2 separate regions of the Triticum aestivum genome follow, and region 1 is linked to region 2. Evidence: chromatin contacts called from public Hi-C data. All regions are on one chromosome and are shown on one strand. Each heading gives the region's core, a stretch centred on a gene start, on an enhancer-like site or on the middle of the called end of the contact. The rest is flanking DNA. Distances are from core to core; before and after follow the strand shown.

Region 1 (2,801 bases), core at 37-2,536, 94 kb before region 2:
GAACGGCTCAGTTGATGAGGTCGGAGACCCAGCCGACGTCGGGGCCTCCTGCTCCGGCACCGACCTCGCAGCTGCGCGGTGCGGCGCCGTCTCGGCTCAGCCGCTCGAACACCTTCTCGCGGAGGGCCCTCCCGGACTCCACCCTCTGGACAGGCTCCTCGTCGTCGAGGAAGCGGAGGTTCAGTGGCTCCAGGTTGGGCATGAAGCTGGAGGCGCCAGTCTGTGCGCCCATGGGGGTGGTGGGGAGACTGTAGAGGCCGGCGGCCTTGGGCGAGCCGTAGGCGGCAGGTGAGGTGGGGTAGCCGGACCACCCACCGGACGGCGACGCCTGCGCCTTGGCGAGGCGCAGCTGGCGGAGCGAGGCGAGGACGTCATTGACAGGCGACCCAACGCCGGGCCAAGAGCCGCAAGAGCCGCGGCGGAAGGAGGCGGCCCCGTCGGGGGACAATGGCGGCGACTCGGACGGGGGCGACTTGGGCGGCGAGGAGAGCAGGGTGCTGGTGGGCGAGGAGGACATGATGCTCTTGCTGAGGTAGCTCTCGAACGCCTGGCGACGGAGCGGCGAGCCGTCGTAGGACTCTGCGAGCGGCGACAGGGGCGTGCTCCTGGGGCTGGAGTGCTGGGACGGCATGGCGCGGAGCTGGTCCGGGGTGTGGGCGAAGAAGCAGACGCGGCGGCGGCAGGCGGTGCCGTCCTTGCAGGGCTGCGTGCGGTAGCGCGCCGGGTGGAGCCAGCACTCGAAGACGCCGTGCGCGTACTCGCAGGCGTCCCCGCGCTTGCAGCCGCCCTTGCGGAAGTCCGGGCAGGCGGTGCCGGAGTAGTGGTACTTGCGCGGGTCGCGGCGGCGCGCCTTCTCCCCCGGGTGCGCGAAGGGGCACTCGGTCCAGTCGTGGCTGCGGCCGCGCGCGCACCGGCGCACCTTGAAGTCGTACATGCGGAACTCGTCGCAGGCGTAGGCGTCCACCGCGGCCGCCACGGCCGCCGCCTCGTCCTCGTCCTCGGCGCCCGCGCCCGCGCCGCCGAGCACGTCGTTGCACGGCAGGTACTGGCGCAGCGCCGCGAACAGGAACGGCGTCTCGTCGCCGCCTCCGCCGCCGCCGGCGTCGACGCCGCTCACCGGGAGGTGGTTGCCCCACGGCGGCACGCTCACTCCCTCGCTCATCATCATCATGGCTGTCTGCTCGCCGCTCTGCTTGCTCTGCTCTATGGGAAGAAGAGATCTGCTAGTGGAGGACTGAGGCTGAGGCCTGTGGGTGGGTGTGGGACGGATTGTGGAGAAGAACACCAAGCGGCGCGCGCTTATAAACACCCAGGCCACGGCCGGAGTAACAACGCGGTCGTACAAACTAACTGACGCCGTTTGCGGGCAGCCACTCCGAGCACCTCACTGACACGGCGTCCCACCATAACCCCATGACCCACCGTCAGCGAGAGGGGATGACGGGAGGCGGGGATAAAGGCGCGGTACGGAGCGTTACACGCGGCGGGCGGGGAGGCAGGGTGTCAGGCATGCGGGAGGCGAGGTGTCTCGAGGGGGCGTTGGGTCGGGGACACGTCGTGGCGTGGGGAGGGCAGGGGATCGATCCCTACGATCTTTACTTTTGCCCTACGTGTATAGATTGGGGATTTGGGGGTTTGGGGTCCGGTCCGTCGTCTCGTCCGTCGGGTGGAAGGGAGGGAAGATTTTTTTTTTTTTTAAGTAGGGAGGGAAGATATTCGTTCGTGTAGTTTCTGGAAACCTGGGGTAGGGACTGGTGTGGTGGCGCGGCTTGGACAGATGCGTGCATGCAGATGGGTGGTGTTTTTTTTTTCTTTCCCCAGGCGCGTATGTGTACCGCCCTCGCATGTGCTTGTCACCTGTTTGGCTGCATCCGAGTTTAGAATTATCCTGCCTTTCCACTTAGCGTAAGAGGAACTATACTTATATGTGTATTTCTGTGAGCTGCTAGGATTACAAGTGTGGGGAGGAATTTGTTTGGCTGTCAACGTCCGTAAATTCCCTAGTAACTGTACTTGTCGAAAACGGGCATAATCCATAGAGTGTTCTACTGGGTGTGATTTCCCAGGGTTTTTCATGAGTCGTAAATGTATTAATTAAAAATAGAACTAGATATATCAGAAATATCGCAAGGGAACAGAACTAGATATTTGTGTGAGCTGCGAGGATCAGAAGTAGGGGGAAAGTTTCTATGTTGTCGACGTCTATGTAATCCTTAATAATTGAATTGTACGTTAGAAACTTAACCTTAGTTTTGTCTTCTTGTGTTCGTGTCCTATGGTCTGTATATTTCAACTGTGTTAAACATTCCGCAGATTTGGTTGCCTGTTTGATGATCTGGCCTACCATTGGATTATAGTTGGGCCTAGGCCCATATAAGACAATAATCTCTGATTAATCTTTTTTTACGGGAAGAACTTTCAATCTATTAATCTTCAATCATGGTAGTACAACGAACACTGAAAATAATAAAAAATTACATCCAGATCCATAGACCACCTAGCGACGACTACAAGTACTGAAGCGAGCCGAAGGTGCGCCGCTGTCATCGCCCCTTCCTCGCCGGAGCCGGGCAAACGTTGTTGTAGTAGATAGTCGGGAAGTCGTCGTGCTAAGGCTCCATAGAACCAACGCACCAGAACAGCAATCGCCGCAGATGAAGAGTGTAGATCAAAAGGATCCAGCCTGAGGACACACAAACGAACGCGAACGACGAACAGATCCGAGCAAATTCACCAAAGACAGATCCGCCGGAGACACAGCGCCACACGTCCACTGAGGGAGTCCTGGATTAGGGGGTGTC
Region 2 (2,700 bases), core at 193-2,692:
CACATGTAGGCACCGCTGCAATCATCGATACCGCGGCCACACCCGCGTATGTGCCGCCACGCAGATACCGCGATCTTCGAAAGATTAGGAGCCAACAGATTAGACTGGTCATAGCGGGAGTAACATAGGTAGTAACATAGATGCCACGTAAGCAAAAATGATGATGTGGCAAGTAGTTAATGAGGAGAGAGGCAAATAGAGTAACATAATATGTTACCATCACATAGCGGTTTCCAATGCATAATGAGTCTACAAAGTAATAAATGAAGGCAACTATGTTACCACACCTATGACACTACCCACTATGAAGGTAGTAACATAGACTAGTAACATATGTATGTTACTAGTCTAAGTTACTCCCCGCTATGACCAGCCTTAGGCAAGTCGTCGGCTTAACCATCTCCCGATTTTTCTCCCAGGTTTGGAATCCTCGTATTGATAATGACATGCTAAGCTAATTGATCTTCTACCGTAATAAATAGGCATGCCAATTGAGTTACGGAATTGCAGGAGCAGGAGTACACCACACTTTACGCTTTACGGGTGGAGTAGCTGATAGCTGTGATGTTTGTTTGGACACGCGTGGGGGAACGGAACCAAAACCGCCCGCCGACCGGCCGCGGAGCCGTGCGCCGTACTGCCAGCCGATCACGGCTGCGGCTGGCCGGACACGACGCGCTCCTCCCGCCAAAACGGACGCAACAGACCGCATTGATGGTCGTGAGCAAAGCAAGACGTCGTGTAACGACAAGGCCCGGATCGAACGCCACATACAAACCCTAGTCTAGTGCATGGAGAAACGAGACGGAACGGGACAAAGAGAGGCAGCCGCACGGCGCGAAGGCTCCGGAGCAGCCAGGCGTGGTGTAACGAAGACGACGCCAGTGAGCAAAACACGGAGGCTGGAGAACGGCGAGCAAAACACGGAGGCGGCTGGAGAACGGCGAAGCTCCTGACCGGACCTGAAAGACCAATCAAGGATCCAATGGTCGAAAACGAACGTGCACGCATGCATGCGCAGCCGGACCACCAGCAGGATGGCCGTGCATGCCACCTTCTTATCCTCATTTACAGTGCCCGTAACCGGGCGGAACAGATCTGCCGCAGACCGCCTGCGCCTGCGCCATGATGGAGATCTAATCTGAGCAGCAGGCGGGAAGGGGATAGAGGAGAGAGGCGAGGAAGAAAGGGATCGATCGACGCGAGGTAGGGGGGGAGGGCAGCGCGAGGCGTACGACGTCGCTCCACGCGGCGCGGCTCATCACGAGAAGTGGCGCGCGGGGGTACGGCCGGGCCCCGCTCTGGAACCACTCCCCCGAGGCCCGACACGGCGGCTGACGTGTTCTCTCCTCCCGGCGCCACTGCCCGCGTACAGACCGTGCCACTGTTGCACCTAGTGGTGCACGTCTCTTCGCCAGCCTAATCTCCCTGTCGTCTTATTTGCTTTGGCCTCTACTGTTTAGGATCATCTGGCCTCGTTTTACTCGGTTCATTGCATGGTGCATGCCAGCAGCCACCGCTCGTTCCAGGCCATCTCGAACTGAAATGTCTCCCCGTCCCCGGTCGCTCTCGGTGCGCTGCTCTGTGGCAGCCCGCCGCGTGTTTCAAGGGATAGTGCTCATCTCTTTCTGTAGCGATGCACGAGGTTCACGCCTTTGGAATTGACAGAACCGACACTGTGCGGTTCCGTCAGAGTCGGTAACACAGACGCACCGTGCTGCCATAAATCGGACAACCCGAGATGACTGTGGATAGCTGGGGCGCAGCAGCGCCAACATTAAGACCGGGGCCATGTTCATCTCTAAAATTCGGTGCGCCACTAACTAAGCTCGCGGATCGAGTCCACAGCGTTTCACATGCATCCTGACTAGTACTCCGTCGGTGCACTTCATCCTGCTCCCCGTACGTCTAAGCTAACTCCCATGCTTTATCACCTCTCTGTATTTTAGAGTTAAGAAAAGCTGCGTCAAAACACGACCGACACCGTCGGCTTGTAGTATATTTGCGTTAATTTCCTTCTACATAATGAACGCGAAACAGGTGCGTGCAAAATTTCAAACTCATAAGCATGAAACAAAGACACACTTTTTACAAGACAAGATTTAAAAGGCATAGCTAATTTGCCATTCGTACGTGGTACACGATCGCCACCATGCATGCTACGCGAAGGCTGGAGATGAGCTTGAACATTATGCACTTTTGATGGATCATGGATGGTCAGGGGGGATGGCAATGGCATGCGATCTGCCTAGAACACGCGAACAACTTGCCTAGCGGCCTAGCCGATAGAGGCTTCGCCAAGCACCTAGCTTTGGCTTAATTAGCAGTGACGTAGTATCCAGCAACAGCAAGCAAGGCACCTTTGCTTGGCTGGCTGGCTGGCTGGCTTTGCTCCCTACCTAGAGCCAGTCCCCTCATTCCCTGGCTACGCTCTAGCCAGCCCTTTTCATGCCGACCCGTTCGTTCTGAGCTCCACTTCCCTCCCTCCCCTTTGCATCTTGTCTCTCTTTTCCAATCTTTATCCCTGCATGCACCCACAGGTGTGACCGTGGCCGATCTGCAGCACGGCTTGATACACAAGGCTGGCCGGTGACAGTACAGAAGCGGTACTGCTGGTGACGCACACATGCATGCATACAGGCGCGCGGTTGCTTGCGCGGAGCTACGTTTCTGAAAAAATTCCGTCCTCATTGCACACAT

The links. Hi-C and Micro-C count contacts between places; a contact is called where the count stands out from the background.
Region 1: a contact with region 2 is called in a Hi-C map of leaf, with 2.9 times the contacts expected there. The contact joins the promoter of LOC123068901 here to the enhancer-like site in region 2. A contact is called at or near these places in 1 of 5 Hi-C or Micro-C datasets (leaf) and 1 of 1 datasets of contacts at active chromatin or transcription factors (leaf).

The regions. Positions count from the first base shown.
Region 1 is chr3B:113,538,531-113,541,331 of IWGSC CS RefSeq v2.1, reverse strand. It overlaps LOC123068901 (zinc finger CCCH domain-containing protein 2), which reads right to left and starts at 1,286. Exons shown (of 1, transcript XM_044491592.1): 1 at 1-1,286. The coding sequence starts at 1,171. The coding sequence ends at 8.
Region 2 is chr3B:113,444,918-113,447,617 of IWGSC CS RefSeq v2.1, reverse strand. No RefSeq gene overlaps it. Among protein-coding and RNA genes, the nearest start is that of LOC123068901, 94 kb to the left of the region's middle. Within about 2 kb of position 1,442, at least 7 of the 8 cell types and tissues checked have an H3K27ac peak or open chromatin away from gene starts, as enhancers often do. A contact at or near this core is called in leaf, where this site is marked.